Regions from separate parts of the Mus musculus genome. Here regions 1, 2, 4, 5, 6 and 7 are each linked to region 3. A link is a contact called in public ChIA-PET, HiChIP or PLAC-seq and promoter capture Hi-C data. All regions are on one chromosome and are shown on one strand. The core of a region is the stretch at or near the end of the contact, and the rest is flanking DNA. Distances in the headings are between cores, read along the strand shown. Region 1 overlaps Atp2a2 (ATPase, Ca++ transporting, cardiac muscle, slow twitch 2). Region 2 holds the start of Gpn3 (GPN-loop GTPase 3). Region 3 holds the start of Rnf34 (ring finger protein 34). Region 4 holds the start of Psmd9 (proteasome (prosome, macropain) 26S subunit, non-ATPase, 9). Region 5 holds the start of Wdr66 (WD repeat domain 66). Region 6 holds the start of Vps29 (VPS29 retromer complex component). Region 7 holds the start of Bcl7a (B cell CLL/lymphoma 7A).

Region 1 (3,248 bases), core at 571-3,070, 390 kb after region 3:
CAAGCAGGCATCCGGGTCATCATGATCACTGGAGACAACAAAGGCACCGCTGTGGCCATCTGTCGCCGCATTGGCATCTTTGGGCAGGATGAGGATGTGACATCAAAGGCTTTTACAGGGCGAGAGTTTGATGAATTAAGCCCTTCAGCCCAGAGAGATGCCTGCTTAAATGCCCGCTGTTTTGCTCGAGTTGAACCTTCCCACAAGTCTAAGATTGTTGAGTTCCTTCAGTCCTTTGATGAGATCACAGCTATGGTAAGATTTTAGCTAGACTTACACGACACAACAGTGTACGTGTGCCTATAATCCTGGCACTTAGACTGAGGCAAGCCTGTGCTACCTAGTGAGATCTTGTGCCTAAAAACAAAACCAAATGAAAAAGGCATGTTCTTAACCTGTAAGCAATACTTAGTGTGATTATGTGTCTGAGGTGTGTAAATGACCTTAAATTATGTGGCCCCACCACAAATGGCTCTCAGGTTTTGAGTGTTGGTATAAGGCAATATAAGCAGATGTCCAGTCTCCTTAGTTCTACCTTTCTGTGATATGACTCTTTAAGCTTGCATGGCTGTTTTTGTATTTTCTTGGTAAAGTATTTGACACAGCTACTGCTCTGTCCCGTTTCCTCCTGCATCAGTGCCTCTGCCTAGAGCTGTGCCACATGGGTGGTATCTGAATCAACTGCACCTTCCCTTTCAGACTGGTGATGGTGTGAATGATGCTCCTGCTCTGAAGAAATCTGAAATCGGGATTGCCATGGGCTCAGGGACTGCAGTGGCTAAGACTGCTTCTGAGATGGTCCTGGCAGATGACAACTTCTCCACCATTGTGGCTGCTGTTGAGGAGGGGCGAGCCATCTACAACAACATGAAGCAGTTCATCCGCTACCTCATCTCATCCAACGTGGGGGAAGTGGTCTGGTGGGTGTCTGACTGGAACTAAACAGTATCTTTCAAGGCTGGGGCCAGGGTGTTGAGCTTTCTCAGATTGCTGCTTCTGTTAGGACAAATTTGGTTGTTGGCTTGAGAGGAGAGAAATCTCATGGGACTTGTCTGCAGCTGACCAGTGGTGCAGAAAATATTCTTAAAATGGTAGTTTAAAATCATAAAAGTCTTGGTCCTCTAATAAAGTTTCATATGAACTTAGATTAGATGTTGTCTGATGCTCCTGGCTTGGGGAGATAAGCTATTTCCATAGTTCCAAAACTCACTGAGTTTTTTCTCTTCTTCCCTTGGATGGAAACAGTATCTTCCTGACGGCAGCCCTTGGGTTTCCTGAGGCTTTAATTCCTGTCCAGTTACTCTGGGTCAATCTGGTGACAGATGGTCTGCCTGCCACTGCGCTGGGGTTCAATCCTCCAGACCTGGACATCATGAACAAACCCCCCCGGAACCCAAAAGAACCACTGATCAGCGGGTGGCTCTTTTTCCGTTACCTGGCTATTGGCTGTAAGTACAGTTGTTGTTTGTGTGGAAGGATGCTGTGTGCAGTGCAGGTCACCCACTGAAAGCCTCTGTTGAACAAGCATCCTGTCCTTCCTTGGGTTATAGAGAAGCAACAGTTAGACATCAGGCTTTTTATATTTTCCCCTTGCTCAGAGTGATGCAAATACCAAGGCATGCCAGAGCCCTTCCCTGTTGCGAGCGCCAGGCTGAGACTTGAATGGGTTATTACCAACTAGGGGACAAGAAGAGTCCACTAGCAGAGGCTAATGCCGTTCTTTGTCATAGTTCAGTTTAAAGAGCATACAATCTAGAGTGGCTGCCAGTTCCTCTGGCCTTCACAGTATCTCGTGGACCAGCTGCCCTTTGGGCAAATAAAAATTTCCATTCCCTGTCTTTTAAACTAGTGCCCTCGTGCACCACTGTAATTCCAGGTTAGCTGTGTGCTCTGCTGTTGGTTAGGTGATTGACCGTGGATAAACCAGTCTCAGCTTTGCAAATTTCCTGAAATTGATGAGGAATGGCCTCTGCCTTAGACCTAACTCTGGTGCTGAGGGGTGGGGGCCAGCATTGTAATGGCAGTTCTTTGAAAGGGTTCTGCTTGGCCATACCTGGAACAGTGCAGTTACCTAGTGTCCAACAAGGTCACCTCCGTTTGCCTATAGACTGGTGTGACTTGGTTTCCTCAGTTCCTTGTGTGTTCTGTCTGCTGGGATGGATGGGCCTGACCTCCACCTGTTGTCTGAAGCCTATACTTGCTCTTTAGCTCTGTGGCACCTAGTGCAGGGCGTGGGCTGGGGTCAGCAGGAACATTTCCTCACAAACTCTAGAGACATTGCCTATTTCCTTTTTAGACCAGAAACGCCCTGTCTGTAGTCAGCTGCTCTGGCCAGTGTGGTAACCTGCAGCTTTGTTTCTAGGTTATGTTGGCGCTGCCACCGTGGGTGCTGCTGCATGGTGGTTCATCGCTGCTGACGGCGGTCCAAGAGTCTCCTTCTACCAGCTGGTATTTAGCCACTTTTTTTTAAAGCCCTGTGTAGTAGAGTGAATTCTTGTAACCTTTGGTCTTTTTCTGTGGTTTGGGGTCAGATAGTTGCCTCAGGTAGCTCTAAGACCCAGGGCTTCTGCCGAGCTGTATTCCGTATTGGTGTTGGGCCTTGAACTCAGTGTGGAATTGGCATCTACATTTGGGAAGTACTCCCGGCTGATGGAATGTTTGGACTTTGTTGCAGAGTCATTTCCTACAGTGTAAGGAGGACAACCCAGACTTCGATGGAGTGGATTGTGCAATCTTTGAGTCCCCATATCCAATGACAATGGCACTTTCTGTTCTAGTAACCATAGAGATGTGTAATGCCCTCAACAGGTTAGTGGATCTTGTAGGCTATGGTCCTAGGGTTTATGAGAAAATCATGGCTGATAGCTCTTCCCTCACAAAAAATGACATAGTTTTAAGCTATTGTTCCCCAGGAAACAGTGGGGGTTGTCCCCATCATGGGTTCCTGATGCGGCAGGGTGTATGAATGGGACCAGCAATCCAGACTATGCCTGTACCCTAGAGAGTGGAGCACAAGAAGTTCCATCTAACCAAGCCACTGATGGACACAAGTTTCCAAATGGCTCTACCTTGGGTCATCACCAGCAGCTTTGAGCCTGCTGAGATGGGCCTGCTGCACCAAAGCCTCCAGCTCCCCGCACTGGGGAAAGCAGGCCTTTAGAGTTAGTTAGGTCAGCAGGCAGTAGCATCACTAAACCCTTGCCTGCTTGTGTGTCACTGACGCATGCCTTTGCCTCTGGTGAGGTCAC
Region 2 (3,372 bases), core at 642-3,141, 480 kb after region 3:
AATCCACCTGCCTCTGCCTCCCAAGTGCTGGGATTAAAGGCGTGTGCCACCATGCCCGGCTGAGCCTCACCTTTTTTAAGCCAGCACAGGTGCTATTTACTGTGGACAAACCATCTTACCCCCAACTCACCAGAGTAAGCAACAAGGGGACCAGAGGGAAAGGCAGGGAGGCAGGAGCCCGCTCACCTTAGAGTCTCCCAGCAAAGACCAGAAAAGGAGGCCATGGCATCCACACCCACAAACACCACCATGAAATGGCCCGTGGCCTCATCTTGCTCCTCCTCACCCCGGGGCTGAGCACGTGAATAACTGAGCAGCCGGCTTCCAGTGCCTTCTGAGCTTTACGGTGCCTGAAGAAGGTGGCCCTGCCGGGACTTACCGGCCATGACAGGGTAGTTGAAGTGTTCTGCCGCCGGGTCCAGGTTGACCACCTGGACAGATCGGTTGAGGGCTTCACAGTGCTGAACCATGGTGGAACAGTAGGTGCTCTGTAACGTGACAAGGTGGGGGGTTAGCACCCAAGGCAGTAGCGTACCGCCCTCCACATGCCCAGACAATTCTCCCCTCTCTGAGCCAGTGTCCACCCAAGCCAAACTGCACCTCCAGGGAAACCCTGGGAAGGCGATGAGACCAGAGCTGCAGATCTAGATGCAGGGCGTGGGCTCAGGATGTTTCTTTAACACAGTCTACAAATTAACGTAGGTTACAGAAATGACCTCCTCCACGCTCCACGCTTCCTTTTGACAGCCTGTTCTCTCTACCTAGGACAGCCCCACCATACAGATGCACTGTAACTGACAGGTGAGCTGTGTACCTTCCAGATCAGATGACAGGCCCTGTGGAGTCACACAGCCATCTCTAGTACTCTGAATATTGTATTTATTAAATATTAAAATGATACAAACACCTCTATAGACTCTAGGCATCCCTCAAATGTCACCATTGCCGTTTCTACTGTGCTTAAGTGTCCTTAGCATCATTCTCTTAATATGTACACAAAGAAACACTGTATCACACAAAAAAAATAAATATAAAAACTAGAGCCAGGCAGTGGTGGCAGACGCCTTTAATCCCAGCACGTGGGAGGCTGAGGCAGGCGGATTTCTGAGTTCAAGGCCAGCCTGGTCTACAGAGTGAGTTCCAGGACAGCCAGGGCTACACAGAAAAACCCTGTCTCAAAGGAAAAAGAAAAAAATGCCCACAAACAGTGCATATCTACAAACTTATCTGAAACCCATACTCCAAACTTCTGAGAAAAAGGGAAGAAAAGACCCCATACTGGGTGCGTGGCAGGGGGCCTTGTCTGGAATTAGACAGGGGAAAAAAAACCAAAAAAACAAAAAGACCAACAACCCAGACTCAGATTCCGGGGCGGACCTAAGTAAGCGTATGATTTTGAACAAAATAAACCTTTCTGTGTTTGTAATCTGTAGAATGGGTATAGGATCAAGCACACAGAATGGATATGAAGACACCTGGAACGACCAGGGCAGTTCCTGGAGCAAAGGTGTCCTGCAGCTCTGTCTGGGTGCTGGACAGAACTGAAGTCTTTTGGGAGGACAGAACAAGCTCTTGAGCGCTCAGCCCTCTCTCAAGCCGCTCAAGAGCTATTAAAGCTGCTATCACTCCCAGACAAACAAAAAAAAAAAAAAAAGCAAGGTACAAGCAGAGAGCAGGAAGCCGTATACCCAGGGTTTCCCCGGAGCCCAGCCACCCACGCACCGCAGCTCCTCCAGGCTCACCTTCCCGCTGCCCGCGGGGCCCATGACGAGCTGCGCATATCGAGGCATGCCGCCTCTCCGGGGGTTTCACACACAGCCGACGGCCACACTCCCTTCAGCCTTCGCGCGACAGCCACGGCGTTCCGGGGAATGTGCGTAGGAGCCAATCGCAACCACAGATCGCTCGTTCAGCACGGGTATTTACTACACCATAGACTACGGAGCGTCCCCAGGGCCAAAATGCCTTCCGAAACGCGTGCCGTGCTCAGAGAGGAGGCGGGGACACGAGTTCGTTCACGCGTGCGCAGAGAGAGAAAGAGAAAGAGCCGAGAGCCGTTATCGGTTGGGCCTCCGGCGAAGGCGGTTGCCTAGGTGATAGCGGATCGCGAATTACGCTCCGCGCCCCCGGGCCGCAGCACCGGTGCTTGGGTTTGACACATAGGGTGACAACCGAAGGTCTGCAGGTCCTCTGAGGGTCTAGAATACTGAGGTGGATAAGGAATACTTGCTTTAGGGTGCGTGTGGATGGATTTGCCCTGACGCGTCCTTGTCAGCGAGAGATGCCCAGGCGCAGGAGCCTGGTTACCTGAGGTTCCTCCGCCCTCGGGTCTACAGCTCCAGGAACTCGGGTCTTCCTCCGCACCATCCGGCGGCCACTTGAGCAGGGTCGGAGTGGGGAGAGCCGGAGGCCGCCGACTCAGAGCCGGTGTGGTGCACGCGTGTGGACGGGATGCCGAGCCGTTGGCCCGGGGTCGCGGGGCCGCCCGCCTTGGCCCGGACGGAAGGCGGTGAAGGGTGAGGCGGCCTTGGGAACCCCTGCCGAGGAGGCGCGAGACGGGGGGGGGGGGGGGGGGGGGGGGAGCGGGCTCTAGCGGGGCTCGGCTGCCGAGGCGGCCTCGGAGCAGGACAGAGACTGAGCTTTCGGGCTCCTAACCTGGCGGGGAGCCGAGGGTCCAGCCGCCTCGGGCCTGGGAAGGTTTTAACTGTCCCCTAGATGGCTGAGGACAGTTGACTTCTGATATCACAGCTGGATGCCATGCTTCCCTGTCCCCCTCCTGGCCTCCTTCCTTAAAAAAATCAAGAGGCGGGATGACTGGGATCCAACTAGGCCCACAATCATGGCTCTTGTAGAATCTGAATCCGTGGCCATGAAATAAAAATATATTTATGTTTATTAAGTACATTATTATTAAATGTACATTTTATTGTAAATATATATTTGGTGCTAAGACTTTTTTTTTTTTTTCCCCGAGACAGGGTTTCTCTGTGTAGCCCTGGCTGTCCTGGAACTCACTGTAGACCAGGCTGGCCTGAACTCAGAAATCCACCTGCCTCTGCCTCCCGAGTGCTGGGATTAAAGGCGTGTGCCACCACTACCCGGCTACAGGAATCAATTTCATTTTTTGAAAAAAGTAAAAAGACCAGATCCATGATTGGAAACAATTAACAAACCAGCGTACTAGTTCCAGCACAACGTAATTGTTCTTTCCAGGACAGAAATTACTTCTATTAAAGAACAAGAAAGATATCATGTGGCTAAGTACAGGAACCAAGCAAACTACAGGCTTGATCTCACTGTAGAATTAGACTAGGACGCTATGAGACCAGATTTACCTAAGTCCTTTCTGGTAAAGTAAATATTAGACTAGGG
Region 3 (3,236 bases), core at 256-2,755:
CAAACTTACTACAAAGCCAAGAATACCTGTGAAAAACTAATTGTCTTGACTCCAGCCTCCAGCTCCCAAATGCCTGAGATCACAGGTACGCAACACTGAAGGTATGGTTATTTTTCTTGCTTGAGAGTTTTTTACACACACACACACACACCTTACATTATTGCAGTTTGTAATGTGGCTACTTGAGATCTATCTCTCAGGGGATTGTTGTTGGTTGGTTTTCCACGAAAACACTTGCTTGGCCTCAAACATGCAGCAATCCTCCACCTCTACCTCCTAAACGCTGATCACGGGCTTGTGCCACCATGCTTAAGGGGCTCTTTTCTTTTAACTGGCAAACTCTTTCTTAAACAGGGTGATTATATTTTGAATTACCTCTACCCCATCTTGACTAAGGCAGTGAAGGTGCTGGGCAAAACACTTGCTGAATTTCTCTATCCACTTGACCCTCTCTTCAATCGTCCACAGTAAATCTTTGACACTCTGTGCAAGGTCGTCAATCTAGCAGCCCAAAGCCAACACACTTACTTCTTCCACGAGATGGATACAACACCGTGAGGGAAGACATCACCACCTTCTGACTCACGCCATTTGACTTGATTTTGGGCAAATGAATCAATGCCTGAATTGACTGCTGTACACAGCCTCTTTAGAACTCTCTGCGATGGGGTTGAGAAAATTCATCTCCCCTAAGTAGGCCAAAATCACACACACACACACACACACACCACATACACACACACAAAACCTGCCCTTTTCTGAAACTTCTATCAGTGATTCTCCCACGCTCTCACTCCCACCTGGGAGCAAGGCTGCCAAATTACTTGCTGCGTACCTAGTGGCGATGTAGACACGTCTAGCGCTCTAGGTCACGGCCACAACATTTAAACCCACGGGAAGGACTCCTTGAAGGAGGACACCCCCAACCCCCCATGGGCCACTCAGGTCCTAGCCTCATCATACCACGCAGCGCTCTCTATGCCTTCTGTCTCGTGATGCACCCCCCGAAGTCTGGGTTAGCTCAAGGACTCGGGGGAGGCAGAGGGCACAGCCATGGCCAGAGACACCGAGGCTCTTGCGGCTTAAAAAAAAGCTCGGGACCCCGAGAAGAGCACAGGGCCCTGGGAACAGGGCCCAGCGGGCTGAGACCGCAGGGCCACTAGCCGCCTCCTCGGCCAGGACGCCGGAGGGCGCTGTGGGAGCTCGGGAGGGTCTGCTGCCTGGCCTCTCCGGCTGGAACCGGTCGGGGCCCCACACACACTTCGGGCCGGGCGCCCCGCTACGTGGTGGTCTCTCACGAAGCCCCTCTGGGTAACCGCTGAGACGGAAAACAGGAAGCGCTCTGGGCGTACGGGAGAGGCAAGGAGAGCCTCCCGGCTCCACCAGCCCCTCACCTTCATGGCCGCGACCGCCTCGGCTCGGTCGGCTCTACCGGGGAACTCAGCACCATAGCAGCCTCCTCACACAACGGATCTTCCTTCCTTCTAAGGCGGCGAATGCGGCGCCTCCCGAGACCCACTGAGCGTCCCTACGTAAGGGGGCATGGCCACGCTCGGCTCACGCCCCGGGAAGACGCCGAGCGGCGGGCGGAGCCCACCAATCCGAAGCGGGTCTTCGGGGGGCCCGATCACCAAAGCCAATGAAATGGTGAAGAAGGGGCGGGGTTTCGGGCGCAGTCTTGCGAGCGAAGGGGAGAGGGGAGGGGCGGAGGGAAACGGGGCGGGGCGAAGAGGGGCGGGGCGGGGCGTGACGCGACGTGACGCCCGGTCTGTCGGAGAGAAAGCCGCTCAGGCTGAATTGGCTTCCTATTTTGGGTGGATAGCTTCCCTCGGCCCGAGGCAGAAAAAGAGCTGTGGTGAAGTAGGAAACACTGTTGGTTTGAAGCTTTTATTCTAACCTGCGGAGCAGGGCCTCTCTCGGGCTTAACCCATTCTCCGAATGTTCTAGATCTCATCACCAGGAGAACCTCGGATCTCCTCAAGGAAGAGGGGCAGCACGATCTAGGGCGAGCCATTTAGAAGATGTACTGAGAACGGCTGAAGAACCAAAGGCTGTCCAATTCCAATTCTTTGTCGTTCGGTTCGTATGTGTGTGTGTGCGGTTTTCTTTTTAGACAAGATTTTTTCCTGGCTGTGCTGGCCAGAGAACTCCCAGTTTACACCAGGCTGGCTTGGAACTCAGAGAAATCATGCCTGCCTCTCTGCCTTCCGAGTGCTTGAGATTAAAGATGTGTTCCACCACAACTGCGTCCAATTGATGTAATGTTCAAATTTACCCAAGTACTAACTAACCCTTTCAAAGAATTCACATGATCCCTTCAAACTGACGTCGGGGCAGAAAAACAAGTGGCAAAAGATGGTATAAATTTCTTCAGCCTTGCTGGATTAAGGCTTTAATTAGTTGGTTTTCCTACATTTCTTTCTCTCACTTCAAAATAATATTTGAGGTCGGGCGTGGTGGCACACACCTTTAGTCCCAGCACTTGGGAGGCAGAGGTAGGCGGATTTCTGAGTTCGAGGCCAGCCTGGTCTACAAAGTGAGCTCCAGGACAGCCAGGGCTATACAGAGAAACCCTGTCTTAAAAAATAATAAAATAATAATAATAATTGAAATTTTAGAGCTCAAGATGTTACTTCTTCCTTAGCGAAGACCCAGACAACTCCTATTCTTATAATAATAATAATACTTTAAAATTCTTTGTATCTGGTTTTGCCTGCATGTGTATCTGTGCACCACATGTGTACAGTGATCAGGGAAGTCAGATGAGGATGTTGGATGCCCTGCAACTGAATTACAGTTGTGAACCACTATGTGAGTGTTAGAAACCAAACCCAAGTCCTCTGTAAGAACAGCAAGTGCTCTTAACCGCTGAGCCAGCCCCTGTTCTATTCTTTTTCAACATCTGCTTAGATGAACTTTTTGACAGAACACGAATACAGCTGGGTGCAGTGGCACAGGCCTTTAAACCCAGGATGGCAGAGGCAGGTGAATGTCTCTGAATTCCAGACCAGCCACTTTACATCGTCAGACCCTGGCTCAAAACAAAACAAACCATAGCATGCTATGTCCTTGGACTATGTCAAGCCTATTTTTCTTCAGGCTCTATTGAGATAATGTAATATCTTGTCTGGCACTCAGGAGGCAAGAGGCAGTGGGTCTCTGTGAGTTCAAGAACAGCCTGCCTACTGAGAAAGCTCCAGGACAACCAGGGCTTACACAGAGGACAAGAAGAAAAA
Region 4 (3,083 bases), core at 270-2,769, 380 kb before region 3:
TGTGTACACACACACACACACACACACACACACACGGGTTTTTGTGTTTTTTTTTCTTTAAAGAGATTTGTGTCTGTTTAAACGTCTCCACGGGCGTGTGAACTTACACAGTAGTAAATTCTGGATCTCAACTCCAGTCCTTATGATGGCCAGTGCCTTTAAACCACTGAGCCATCTCTCCAGCCCCTGACTCCGCCCCTTTGAGCTTCAGGGACACAAGTTAACAATACTGCTGTGACAGTTTCCTGGCACAGCACACATACAAGATAGTACCTTTCAGGCACATGGTCAGCACCTACCTGGCCTGTAGAACCTCTATATGACACCGTCATCTGGCACCCATCACCCAGATGTCATTGTGCCCAGCAATGAGTGTGATTTAGCCTCCCCTTCCTCTATACACTGACTTGGGGTTTTATGAAAAATATATCTGCTTAGGAGGTAAACAGATCACAGAGCCAACCATTCCCCCTTCCTAACTGGGCAAGCATTGGCTCCACTCTGGCCCTGTTTCCCCTTTTACAGTAAAGACAATGTGCTTAATCTGGCTCCACTTAAAAGAGCAATTAGCAGAGGTGAGGGTTTTCTTAAAATCCAGAGTCTTTTCCCTATCCCAATTAGAGTCTGCATTTCATTTTTACTTTTCTTTTTTGTTTTTTTTTTTTTTTTTTTTTTTTGGTTTTTTTTTGAGACAAGGTCTAATATAACCCAGGACAGCCTCGAGCTTACTATGTAGGCAAGAATAACCCTCAAGTCCTGATCCCCCTGCCTCCACTCTCTAAACGCTGGGCTTAAATAGGGATGCCTCCCCTGGCTACAACGTGCATTTTAACAAGATGCCCAATTAATTCTCCCAGTTGACATTTATAAAGTCCTAAAGAAAAGCGGGTGGCGAGGCCAAACCTGGTAATGTCACCTACAGAAAGTGACAGTAGCGATTATCACTATGCCTCAGCAAATAGTCTATCCTTGCGACCGAGGCAGTTTCACTAAGGCCTATATCATGGTTGCACAGGCCCGCGATTCCCGCACTCAGAAAGATGAAGCAGGAGGATCACGAGTTCGAAGCCAGCTTAGGGGCTGCGTTAAAAACAAACAAACAAAAAACTTTAAAATGCAAAGTTAATGCTTCCGAAAATGAAAATTAATCCCACGTAAAGAAAAAATGCTTAAAGGGGCGTGTGGCACGCAGCAAAGACCCCCTCTAGGACACTGCTTGGCAGCGACCCCGAGCCTCGTCCGCAGGCCTCCCCGCCACACTCACGCTCTCCAGGACGTCGTAATTAGCCTTGATCTCCGCCTCGATCTCCTCCTTGCGTCGCATCAGATCCTGGATGTCGCTGACCGCGGCCGCACGGGCCTCGGAGGACTCTGCCCGGTGCGGAACGTCTTCACCCGACATCGCGGACCTCAAGCTAGAGTTCTGGGTTTCCCGGCTACGGACGCCAGCCGAGGCTGAGGCTACGGGTCCTCCCCGGGGCCAAAACAGCTCAGCCAACGCGCAAGTACGGAAACAGATGAAGGGTGGAGCTTGGAAGTGGGCGGGGTCACCGGCTAGATAGACCACGTGGTTTTCAGATGACCCGGTAGAGATAAATAGGCCCATAGAGGACATAGGTATTTACTCCCACTTTATCCTGACTCATTTCCACTTTTCTTGTTCATTCCTTTCTTTTTCATTCTGTCCCCGTCCCTCCATCCGTCCGTTTCCCCACCCCCCCACCCCACCCCGTTTTTCAAGACAGGGTTTCTCTGTGTATCCCTGGCTGTCCTGGAACTCACTCTGTAGACCAGGCTGGCCTCAAACTCAGAAATCCTCCTGCCTCTGCTCCCAAGTGCTGGGATTAAAGCCACCACATCTGGCTTACACTTTTTTTCATTCACTCATCTGAAGGCTGAGTAAACTGGATACCAGCTGTATAAATGTAAGAGGATCCAGTCTTGCCAACCTTGACACTTCAGTTCTTAACATCTACGAAGCCCCTGAGTGTTTGAAAGAGGCTTTCAAGCGATTTGTTTTTTGTTTTCTGTTTCTTTTCTTTTTCTTTTTCCAGACAAGATTTACTGCATCTCAGGCAGGCCTCTAACTCATTGTGTAGATGAAGGCGACCTTGAAGCTCTCCCCAAGTTTTTAGAATATTCTATTTCTTATTGTCATGATCACAGACACCCTCTAACCCCCCACTCCCATTCTATCCATTTCGCACCTCCCTCAACCTATCCTCATCAAAACTTCAAGACCTTTTTTTTTTTCCTTCTTTATAACCTAGTGTGCCCAGTGCCTTTGAGCATCTGATACTCCATCTGCTCCCTCCACAGGCAGGGATTACAGGCATGTACCACCAGGTATGGTTTATGAAATATTGGGGATCAGGAACACTCTACCAACTCAGCTATATCCCCAGCCACTTTCGGGCTGGGGATCCTCATGGTACAACCTATGTTCAAAGTTGGACCATTAACACCGACTATATATATTCCATGTGACCTTAAATAATTTCACCTTCTGCTCTCTGACCTTATTGTGTGACACTAACAGTAATATCTCTCGCTCTTTTTTTTCATTTTTATTTACTAATTTATTCCCTTTGGATCCTGATCAGAGTACACACACCCTAGCAACGTGTCTCTTAAGGGTGTCCAAGTATTTATTGACTTTCACCTCTGTCACGAGGTGCTGGTGTAACAGGCCCCCAGACCTTAGTACAACCGACTCCATAAAGAAAGTACCACTCAGGCTGGAAAACACAGCACACAGACAGCACCACCTGCCAAAACTAAAACAAAGCCGGAAGCCATCCAAGTCCACAGCTGTGGGAAAGTCTCTCCATGCACGAACCTTGCTTTTTGGCTTCAGTGGTTGTGCTCCTGGCTAATTGCTCTTGTGAACTAAGGTATATCACCCCAGGACCCGGTTTTTGTGCTCAAAAAGCTTACCCTGAAAAAGGCTCAGTGCTCCACTGGGGTCCCAAACACTTAGTGTTGTACTGGCTCACTAATAAAGACTATCAGATTAAAACTCTATCTGAGCAGTCTCCTCTCATGAATTCCCCACAAGACTGAAGTGGTAAAGAATATGAAAC
Region 5 (3,030 bases), core at 296-2,795, 400 kb before region 3:
TGTCCTTGGACCAGGGCTGGGTTCTTTCTTGGGGGGAGCAAGCTGTGAGAAATTCACACTATTATATCACAGGAACTCAGTCCCAAGACCTTCAGCTGACCTACTGACCCTTTACAAGTTAGGTACACACTTCATGGAAGCTTGGACTGACCTGCCTCCAAACTGGATTAAACCACCCTCCTAGGCATCTCAAAATTACTGAACTTAGCATATGGTTTTCTCTTCTCTTTAATGTGTGTATTTATGTGGTGTGTGTGTGTGTTGTGCAGGTGCTCAAGGAGTCCAGAAGAGGACATTGAATTAATTCCCTGGATCTAAAGTTATAAGGCATTTCATCATGGGTGCTGGGAACCCAAAATTCAGCCCTCAGTAAGAACAGCTAGGGCTCTTAATGGCCTGGCTGTTTCTCCAACCTCGGGACTGTCTCACTTTGGTTTTGTACTCCCACAGCCTGGCACATGCCAAGCACCAAGCGACAGACAATTCAGTGTAAATGGGTGGACAAGCTTCGGGGAGGACTCACCAGGGAGGATGATTCTGAGTAAGTGGGTGGATGAGCTTGGGGAGGACTCACCAGGGAGGAGCTTGACCTGGGTGGCTCATGGCTGATGACAATATTGTCCACCAGGGCTGTTTTGTTTTGCTTCTCTTTCTTTTCCTCCTTGGCTCGTCCAGCTTTTGTCTCAGTTGTCTCAGTATCTTCCTCCTCCTCCTCCTCCTCCCGCTCCACACTCTTCTCTTTCTCTTCCTCTTCTCTTCCCTCCTCCCTTTCCCCCTCATGTTCCGCCTCTTCCTTCTCCTGGCCCTCTTCCTCACCTCCCCTTTCCTTACTTCTCTCGCTCTCCTCACTTTTTTCCTCTTCACCGCTCTTCTCTTCCTCCCATCCCTCTTCCTCTTCCCTTCCTCTCACTTCACTTTCTTCCTCCCCTCTCACTTCCTCTCCCTCTCTCTGCTCCTCCTTCTCCACCCACTCCTCCAGCCCCTCTCCATCCTCCTGAGACTCCTCCCATGACAGTGAGCCCTCAGTTAGGCTCTGCTGCAGAGCATCTTCTTCAAAACTTGGATTATATTCCTCCTTCTCCTCCTCCTCCTCCTCCTCCTCCTCCTTCTCCTCCTCCTTCTCCTCCTCCTCCTTCTCCTCCTCCTCCTCCTCCTTCCCCTCCTCCTCCTCCTCCTTCCCCTTCCCCTCCTCTTCCTCCTCCTCCTCCTTCTCCTTCTCCTCCTCCTTCTCCTCCTCCTCCTTCTCCTCCTCCTTCTCCTCCTCCTTCCCCTTCCCCTCCTCTTCCTCCTCCTCCTCTTCCTCCTTCTTCCCCTTCTCCTCCTCTTCCTCCTTCTTCTCCTCCTCCTTCCCCTCCTCCTTCTCCTCCTCCTTCTCCTCCTCCTTCCCCTTCTCCTCCTCTTCCTCCTCCTCCTTCTCCTTCTCCCCCTCCTCTTCCTCCTCTTCCTCCTCCTTCTTCTCCTCCTTCTCCTCCTCCATCTCTCCACTTTCTCTTGATTCTTCTAGGGGGTTTTCTTCTGTATCTGACATTTCTTCTGTAGTTTCCGCTACAGAAATTTTAACGTAGATTCAGCAGGTCCCTCTATTTCCTGTGCCGGCTTCCTGAGGTGCTAACACGTCGAAATGGGCAGAAGCAGCTCTGGTCCCTTCCTGTGGGAAGAAAAGAATGGCAGCTTCTTGGGAAAGCCCAGCTCAAGTCTCAGAAATCTTTAAAATATTGACTTCCAGGGCCTCCCATCTTTCTAGGACTGATCTTAGAGTCTTCTCACTTTAAATAATTCATATTCCCACAGGCAACAAAATGCATAAGGCAAGCATTTGCAAAACCCTGCTGGGAGGAAGAAGAGAGGGAGATGGGCTGATGACTGAAGTGTAAGCTTGCCAGCTAAAGGTTCCCTCCTCTCCAACTTCCGCTAGCCTCGTTCTGTGACTAGACGCAAGCCATTTTACCCTTTCTTCAAATTTGCTCACAGGCAAAAAAATAAAAATGATAATCCTACATTCTCACATGATTTGCAGACTGGGGCAATACATGTCAAATGCTCAACACAGGTTCACCCAAAGTGTTTGCCAAAAAAAAAAAAAAAAAAAAAGCAGGGTGGGGGATATCAGGTACTATGGGGATAAAAGCAATAGTTTTCTGCAAAGAACCTGAGAGTTTTAAAGACCTCTGGGGCAGGTGAGACCCTAAGTCTAAGGTAGACAGAGCCCCCTCCTCTGGGAAACACATGGCCAGAAGAGAAAACTAACTCCCAAATCAACACATTCAACATGGTATGTGCAAAGAAAGAAAGAAAGAAAGAAAGAAAGAAAGAAAGAAAGAAAGAAAGAAAGAAAGAAAGAAAGAAAGAAAGAAAGAAAGTTAATTCTGGGCTGGAGAGATGGCTCAGTGATTAAGAGCACTCTGGCTGCCCTTTCAGAAGACCCAGGTTTGACTCCCAGCCATGACACGATCGCTCAGAACCATAAGTAACTTGAGTTTCAGGGGATCTGACACCCTCTTCTGTATTCTGCGGGAACTTCATAGGTGGTACACATACATACATGCAGACAAAACAGTCTCACACATAAAATCATTTTTTAAAAAAATTTAATTCCTCTGATACATTCTCTCATTTTGCACCTACATGAAGCAAGAGTTTGGGAGCAGGGGGCTAGGCCCATGTCTGTAATACTGCGATTCAGGAGGTAGAGACAGGAGGATCACTCGAGTTCTTAGGCCAGCACAATCTTTCTAAAAAAAGAAAGAAAGAAAGAAGGAAGGAAGGAAGGAAGGAAAGGAAAAGGAAAAGGAAAAGGAAAAGGAAAAGGAAAAGGAAAAGGAAAAGGAAAAGGAAAAGGAAAAGGAAAAGGAAAAGGAAAAGGAAATGAAAAAGTTTGTGGCCCTGGGAGGCACGACTTACGACAGAGCTAGAATTTAGTTCTTTTGTTTGAAAAAAATGCCACTTTGACATTTTCCACACCCAGGCGGGGGCAATGCCACAGGTGCGCAAGTCTATCCTACCACGAGGTCCAGGAGCCACCAGTTTCTT
Region 6 (2,955 bases), core at 231-2,730, 500 kb after region 3:
AAATTTAAAAGAAACGTGATGCCCAGCATAGCAACTGCCCTTAAACATAAGCGTTCACCCCTCAAAACGACTTCAGAGACATGAATATGCAATCATTCCAGCAAATTCTTCTTCCTTGCAAGTGTCTCCAAATTGCCATCAAAGAACTAGTCTACTTTAAACTGGAGTCTAAAGCAAAATAATTCTCTTTTAGATGCCAAAATCCAGTGAATTTAAGCATATACCTTTGGAACGGCTTATAAAGCCACCTTTTTTTTTTTCTTTTCCATTTTTTATTAGGTATTTATCTCATTTACATTTCCAATGCTATACCAAAAGGCCCCCGTAGCCACCCACCCCCACTCCCATACCCACCCACTCCCCCTTTTTGGCCCTAGCGTTCCCCTGTACTGGGGCATATAAAGTTTGCATGTCCAATGGGCCTCTCTTTCCAGTGATGGCCGACTAGGCCATCTTTTGATACATATGCAGCTAGAGTCAAGAGCTCCGGGGTACTGGTTAGTTCATAATGTTGTTCCACCTATAGGGTTGCAGATCCCTTTAGCTCCTTGGATACTTTCTCTAGCTCCTCCATTGGGAGCCCTGTGATCCATCCATTAGCTGACTGTGAGCATCCACTTCTGTGTTTGCTAGGCCACCTTTTTAAAAGGTTGTCTGCACAAGGATAATCTGTGAAAAACGCAACGCGTGCCCAGCAGCCAGTGAGGTGCCTTCACTTTAACCTTCATCAGGACAAACAGCAGTCCCCCCCCCCAACTTTAGAGAGCAAAGAGTGCCTTCGAAAATCGGATTACAAGGACGTGTCTGCACAGAAAAGTCGTAGGGACAGCAATCTATTGGGGGGGACGGGCCTAAAGGTCTGATGCAGACTGGGTAAGCTAAGGCTCTCCGAACAACCCCGCGCATCTCCGCAGGCTCCAAACGATCCCCACGACATCGCTCAATGGGGCCGCAGCGGCCACAGGAGACGAGCAGTCCCCTTTCCGGGTCCCCGTCCGGAGTGGCGGCCAGTGCGACGGCTACTTCGCGCTCTGCCCCGAGGCCGGCTACCCCCAGCAAGCCGGGAAGGACCAGGAGGGAAGAGACGTGCGGTCACACCGACTGCCGGAGCCGATCTCGTGACCGGGTCCGGCCGCCGGGTCCGCCTCGCACGCCCTCTGGCCGCTGGGGCGAGGGGGCGACATCAGGCCGAGCCGCACCCTCAACCAGCCGCGGTCCTCCCGTTCCAACTCCGCGGCCACCCGGATCCTCCTCGCGCCCCCACCCCACTCCCTCAACCGGACGCCGCAGCATCCCGGCCCCACCCGGGTAGCAGCCGCCGTGGGGCTCACCATCCTGTCACCAGGGCTCCGTTCAATCACCACGAACGCCGCCGCCCTCTTCCTCAGGCTCCTCGGTCGACCCGCCCACTTCTTCCGCCACCAATGAGACGCGAAGTTGGCAAGAGCCTGTCTTACGGGGGCCCGTAAGGGTCATTTCCCGTCAAGGGAAAAAAAAAAAAAACCCGGCGCTGCAAGAAATCGCTCGTGGGCGGGGCAAAGGAAAGGCTGAGCTCGCGGAAAGTGCGGGGGCAACATCCGGGCACCCGCGGCTGGCGCGCTTGCGCCCTCCATGCCTGCTCTGCCCGTAGCCATGCTGAAGTGCGGGATGACGGGCGGCCAGGTGAAAGGTGGAGCGGCCATTCTTGCTTTGCTACTTAGAAGAGGGAAAAGTCTAACGCCTCGTGCAGGGTTTATCCATCGTCTTCTTCGGCCTCCTCCGCCATTCTTCGCCACGACTGAAGCTGCCATAGCGCGCCTCGCGAGGGCCATGCTGGGCTTCGAAGAGCATGCCAGCCCCGTTCCATTTGATTTATGTCCAGGGTTTAATTCGGTGACCGAGAAAAGAATTGTGCCATTGGGCCTTAAACTCGGATTGAGGAGGGCTGATGTGGAGAGAATTCAAGGGGGGAAATAATACTTGACCAGCAAAAGTATTTTTGAGCTGTGGGAAAACCAACCTGCTGCTTTATTCGACATTCTGCCGGAGACATTTTTTTTATTGTTGTTGGGTTTTGTTTTTGTTTTAATATATAATCTCGAACAATCCTCTCTGTCCCTCAGTCGAAAAATGAGACTAATATTAGCCCCTTCGTTGATAGAGGTTGTTAGAAGCATGGGCTAAATAAAAAGTCCATGTAGTGAGATCAGAAATTAGAAAGACTGTGTGGAGAACTGTATAATACATAGCCTTATAAGGGGGGTGGGATGCTTGGGCTGGGGACCGGGTTTGTGTGTAGACAGACCAAAGAAGGGCCAGTGTACCATCCCCCTTCAGAGGTTGGGAGAACTCAAAATGAATGAGAGCATTAGCACGGAAATTGGCTTGCAGGAGAAATAATGTTGAATTTTATGTCGATGCATATTTATTGAAGTCTTACTGTGTATGTAGGTAAGGGTATACGGCATTTCCTAATGTAAATTAGTCTATAAAACGCTGTGTGGATCGGCTGAGTAGTTTAACTCCCAGGTGTATCTTGACCAAAAAGTTCAGTGTAATCACTTAACGGGAAATTGTTCGGACATATTCAGGAAAAAAGGATTTCAAACCACTGTTTCCAGCTCTGTGGCATCACATACAATTAGGACACCGTGTGGTGAATTCCTGTCATGGTGCCTCCTCTCATAGTGATGCACTTTGCTAAGGCTTGACACAGCATCAAAGTTGAGATCGTTATAGTCTAACAACATGTTAACCTAGCCTAGCATGTTGGAAGCCAAGATGCTCAATGCTGTTGTCGTATGGATAGCCCATGAATGGATGCAAGTGCTAACCACTTAGTTTCCAGCCTTTAGCCCAAGATCAAGCGTAGAGCAATTAGTAGAGCCAGGATGAAATGGGTTAGTCGGAAAAGGCCTTGAAGTTTCGGAAGGATGAAGTTTGCCAACAATTTTGGATAACTAGTGTTTTGATTGA
Region 7 (2,974 bases), core at 387-2,886, 490 kb before region 3:
TTGCCTTTTTTGTTGGGTTTCACTCTGAAAGGACAGCTAACTTGTGACACCATCAAACCGGAGACAGGTCCCCAGTAGTGTTTAAAAAAAAAAAAAGGACAACAACAACAGAGGCGTTACTCAAGAAATGACCCCCCCCCCCAAAAAAAAAAAAAAAAAAACAACCCAGCCTGCAGTGGAGCCTAGCCAGTTCCTATAAAGGACAGATCCAGCCAGCGGCTGCTGACACTTGGGGACACCCTCGCAGCTGCTCCTCTCCCTCTCGGACCCAGATGAAGCCGTGGGAAAAAAACCGTAATAAAGTTAAAATCAGGGAGCAGGGAGTTTTCAACAAGTCTGACCCAACCTGGTGGTGGACTACTGGCGCCTCAGGCCTGGCCTCTGGGGCCGCCTCGGTGTCAGATCCCGACGAGGGCCGAGAAAATGTTCCATCCTACTAATTATAACGAGGCCACGCCGGGCAGGATCTAATTTGAGCTTGAAAAACACGCACGGCCCACACCGAATCTCGCGGTCTCCTCCTCCCCCAGTGCAGAGAACAAAAACAACGGTCGCTCGTTCTCTCCGCAAAACAAACACCAGCTCCAGCAAGAAGGAGGCAAGACACGGCCCAGGACTTGGCTTCTGGATGCAAACATCGCGCTCCCCGAGCTTCGGGTGCCGCGCGGAGCGCGTGGGAGCCGTGGGTGCTCCGCGCCCCGGCCGCGCCACCGCCTTCCTAGCGCTCGCCCCCATCTTCCTTCCTCGCCCGGAGCCCTCGCTCCAGGCTGCCCAAAGCGCTAAATTTAAACGGCTCGCGCTCTGCAAACTCCGCAGACTCGAGGGCGCCGAGGCCTGGGAGGCGGGGAGCTGCGGGCGGGTCGGGGCGTAGGATGTGTGTGTGTATGTGTGTGTGTGTGTGTTGGGGGGGGGGGACACCGGCGCCGCGCCGCCCCGGGAGGAGACGGCGGCCCGCTCCGCGCTGCACAATGGAGCTCGCGCTCTGCCCGCCGCCGCCGGCATCACGGCCCCGGCGCGCGGGAAGCCGCTTTCATGTGACTTGCACAAAAAAACGAAATGGCTTCTGGGGCCGGCTGCGAACCCCCCTCTCCCGAGAGCCGAGCTCCGAGCTCCGGGCTCCTGCCGCCGCCGCCGCCGCTCTCGCCGCCGCCGCGCCAGGTGGGTGACCGGCGCCAAGCACACCTGGGCAGCGGACGCAGCCCCCGCGGGGCGCAGGTGACCCCGGCCGCGCGCCCTCGCCAACTCCGGGCCCGGGGCCGCTGCGCCCCGCCGCTCTACGCGCTGGGTCCGGGCTTGCTGGCGGCCGCGACGCGGTGCAGCGAGCCGGGGCGAGCGAGAGAGCGAGCAGGCGCCTCGGCTTACCATTTGCGCACTTTCTCGATAGCCGCCATGACCCTCTTGATATCATCTTTGGCCCGGCTCCTGGTCTCGGCTCGAACCGACCTGCCCGACATGGTTCTGGCGGGGAGGGAGAGAGAGAGGAAAGAGAGAGAGAGAGGGAGGCTGGGGGAGCGCGCCCGCCGGGTCCTGCTCGCCACACTCGCCCGCTCTCTCACTCGCGCACAGACACACACTCACACACATACGCGCACACACAAAGCCTGGTGCCGCCGCGCGCCCGGGGCCCAGTGCGCAAGCGCCGGGGCGGCAGCTGCACAGAGCGAGGGGGAGCGGCGCGGCCGCCAGCAGTGCGGCCTCCGGGTGCCGCCGCCCTCCCCGGGGAGCCTCGGGGACCTCACTCTGGGAAAGCTCTCCCGGGTAACCCCGACCTCCCAGCACGCGGGACGGGCCCGCGCCAGGACTCACCCAGAGGCCGCAGGTGCGATGGGGGGCCCCTCCCCCCCCCAAGACACACACCCTGGGGATGGCAGACTGCAGGCCGTGGGTGCTCTGGCTCGGGTTGGTGGCCGCGGGCGCGATCGTGCAAGTTTCTTGTCGGGCGTTTGAGTTCTCAAGAGTTGGAGGCGGCGGTTCGGGACGCGAGGTGATCTTAGAAAGAGTTGAGGCGCCGGTCTCTGGCCAGCTGCCCTGTTAAAATGTGCGAGCTAGAACGTCTCCTCCCCATGCTTAAACTAGAGTCGTAGGAAAGGTGCCCGAACCCGGTGGCAATTGACATTGTCTCTGGGCTTTCTTTCCCTTAGAGATAAGTTGTCCCAGTCACGGATCAACCTCCCTGGGGTTTGACCGAAAATGACAATTTAATCTTAAACGGCTCCTGGTGGAAGTGCAGTGTAATGACCCGGAGCAGCAGGTAAACTAGACTGGCCCAACACAGAAGGACTTATGAGAGGCTGTCTCCCTACCCTAGGACAGAGCTGGGTGACAGGATCTACCGCGGTCACCCAGTATAGGGACAGGTGGGTGTGCAGTTGCGGCTACACAGACTGGACCAGAGCGAATGCTTGTCCACGTGAATGCTGGGAAAAGAGATGACCTGAAGTGAGAGAGCTGCTACCTGGAGAGGAACTAGCGCAACATCAGTCATTTCACAGATGGACAAACTGAGTCAAGGAGTTATTGAAGGTTGCAGCAGTGACCTTCATCTGTGACTGCCATGATTCTAGTACCAAGCATCTCCCCCTGAAGTCTGGGGGGGTTGCAGGGGTTTGGTAGAGGGAGCTAGTGGGGAAATGGGTGTGAGAATCTGGGGAAATTTCCCCCAGGCTTCTTTTAACCACTTTAAACGCACGGTCCTAAAGCGAAAATTTAAAAATAAGAACAACAATCAGATGTGGTAGCCCACTCCTTTAATTCCAGGCAGAAGCAGGTAGAGATCTGTGGTTCAAGACCAACCTGGTTTATGTAGGTAGTTCCAGGACTACATAGTGAGGCCCTGTCTTAAAACAAAACAAAACAAAAAAACAACCCAAACCAAAACAAACAAAAGCAAAAAACCAACAACAACAACAAAACAATGGAGCCAGGCAGTGGTGGTACACACCTTTAATCCCAGCACTTGGGAAGCAGAAGCAGG

What was found. Promoter capture Hi-C pulls out the DNA fragments that hold promoters and counts their contacts. ChIA-PET counts read pairs in DNA pulled down with a chosen protein or histone mark. HiChIP or PLAC-seq counts read pairs in DNA pulled down with a chosen protein or histone mark.
Region 1: a promoter capture Hi-C map of liver shows a contact between it and region 3, with 5 times the contacts expected there. The contact joins the enhancer-like site here to the promoter of Rnf34 in region 3. A contact is called at or near these places in 4 of 39 promoter capture datasets (the SN4741 cell line, cranial neural crest, hippocampal neurons and 1 more) and 3 of 115 datasets of contacts at active chromatin or transcription factors (bone marrow-derived macrophages, effector CD8 T cells and large pre-B cells).
Region 2: a promoter capture Hi-C map of erythroid cells shows a contact between it and region 3, with 6 times the contacts expected there. The contact joins the promoter of Gpn3 here to the promoter of Rnf34 in region 3. A contact is called at or near these places in 10 of 39 promoter capture datasets (the 3T3-L1 cell line, the C10 cell line, the HPC-7 cell line and 5 more), 2 of 115 datasets of contacts at active chromatin or transcription factors (epiblast stem cells and trophoblast stem cells) and 1 of 9 other capture datasets (liver).
Region 4: a promoter capture Hi-C map of liver shows a contact between it and region 3, with 4 times the contacts expected there. The contact joins the promoter of Psmd9 here to the promoter of Rnf34 in region 3. A contact is called at or near these places in 5 of 39 promoter capture datasets (the 3T3-L1 cell line, hippocampal neurons, liver and 2 more) and 2 of 115 datasets of contacts at active chromatin or transcription factors (fetal liver and memory CD8 T cells).
Region 5: a promoter capture Hi-C map of liver shows a contact between it and region 3, with 2.6 times the contacts expected there. The contact joins the promoter of Wdr66 here to the promoter of Rnf34 in region 3. A contact is called at or near these places in 3 of 39 promoter capture datasets (the SN4741 cell line, liver and neural stem cells).
Region 6: an HNF4G HiChIP or PLAC-seq map of pancreatic cancer cells shows a contact between it and region 3. The contact joins the promoter of Vps29 here to the promoter of Rnf34 in region 3. A contact is called at or near these places in 10 of 39 promoter capture datasets (the 3T3-L1 cell line, the C10 cell line, the HPC-7 cell line and 5 more), 1 of 484 Hi-C or Micro-C datasets (CD8 T cells), 5 of 115 datasets of contacts at active chromatin or transcription factors (bone marrow-derived macrophages, cardiomyocytes, memory CD8 T cells and 2 more) and 3 of 9 other capture datasets (adipose tissue, liver and pancreatic islet).
Region 7: a contact with region 3 is called in an RNA polymerase II ChIA-PET map of memory CD8 T cells, with 5 read pairs. The contact joins the promoter of Bcl7a here to the promoter of Rnf34 in region 3. A contact is called at or near these places in 4 of 39 promoter capture datasets (hippocampal neurons, liver and pre-B cells) and 1 of 115 datasets of contacts at active chromatin or transcription factors (memory CD8 T cells).

What each region holds. Positions count from the first base shown.
Region 1 is chr5:122,457,648-122,460,895 of GRCm38.p6, reverse strand. It overlaps Atp2a2 (ATPase, Ca++ transporting, cardiac muscle, slow twitch 2), which reads left to right. Exons shown (of 20, transcript NM_001110140.3): 14 at 1-255; 15 at 700-920; 16 at 1,246-1,448; 17 at 2,363-2,448; 18 at 2,675-2,808. Among named protein-coding and RNA genes, the nearest start is that of Anapc7, 37 kb to the right of the region's middle. Within about 2 kb of position 1,820, at least 14 of the 459 cell types and tissues checked have an H3K27ac peak or open chromatin away from gene starts, as enhancers often do. A contact at or near this core is called in liver, where this site is marked.
Region 2 is chr5:122,371,027-122,374,398 of GRCm38.p6, reverse strand. It overlaps Gpn3 (GPN-loop GTPase 3), which reads right to left and starts at 1,891. Exons shown (of 8, transcript NM_024216.2): 1 at 1,743-1,891; 2 at 380-488. The coding sequence starts at 1,790. It overlaps Fam216a (family with sequence similarity 216, member A), which reads left to right and starts at 2,057. Exons shown (of 7, transcript NM_026883.4): 1 at 2,057-2,516. The coding sequence starts at 2,452.
Region 3 is chr5:122,848,457-122,851,692 of GRCm38.p6, reverse strand. It overlaps Rnf34 (ring finger protein 34), which reads right to left and starts at 1,505. Exons shown (of 6, transcript NM_030564.1): 1 at 1,395-1,505. The coding sequence starts at 1,400. Gm33044 (predicted gene, 33044) reads left to right here and starts at 1,757. Exons shown (of 2, transcript NR_169045.1): 1 at 1,757-1,860; 2 at 1,948-2,243.
Region 4 is chr5:123,226,626-123,229,708 of GRCm38.p6, reverse strand. Psmd9 (proteasome (prosome, macropain) 26S subunit, non-ATPase, 9) reads right to left here and starts at 1,519. Exons shown (of 6, transcript NM_026000.2): 1 at 1,265-1,519. The coding sequence starts at 1,402.
Region 5 is chr5:123,252,303-123,255,332 of GRCm38.p6, reverse strand. It overlaps Wdr66 (WD repeat domain 66), which reads right to left and starts at 1,545. Exons shown (of 21, transcript NM_001370840.1): 1 at 575-1,545. The coding sequence starts at 1,528.
Region 6 is chr5:122,352,853-122,355,807 of GRCm38.p6, reverse strand. It overlaps Vps29 (VPS29 retromer complex component), which reads right to left and starts at 1,480. Exons shown (of 4, transcript NM_019780.2): 1 at 1,332-1,480. The coding sequence starts at 1,334. Rad9b (RAD9 checkpoint clamp component B) reads left to right here and starts at 1,603. Exons shown (of 13, transcript NM_001382853.1): 1 at 1,603-1,669. The coding sequence starts at 1,633.
Region 7 is chr5:123,343,110-123,346,083 of GRCm38.p6, reverse strand. It overlaps Bcl7a (B cell CLL/lymphoma 7A), which reads right to left and starts at 1,636. Exons shown (of 6, transcript NM_029850.3): 1 at 1,363-1,636. The coding sequence starts at 1,454. It overlaps Gm15860 (predicted gene 15860), which reads left to right and starts at 942. Exons shown (of 2, transcript NR_165267.1): 1 at 942-1,158.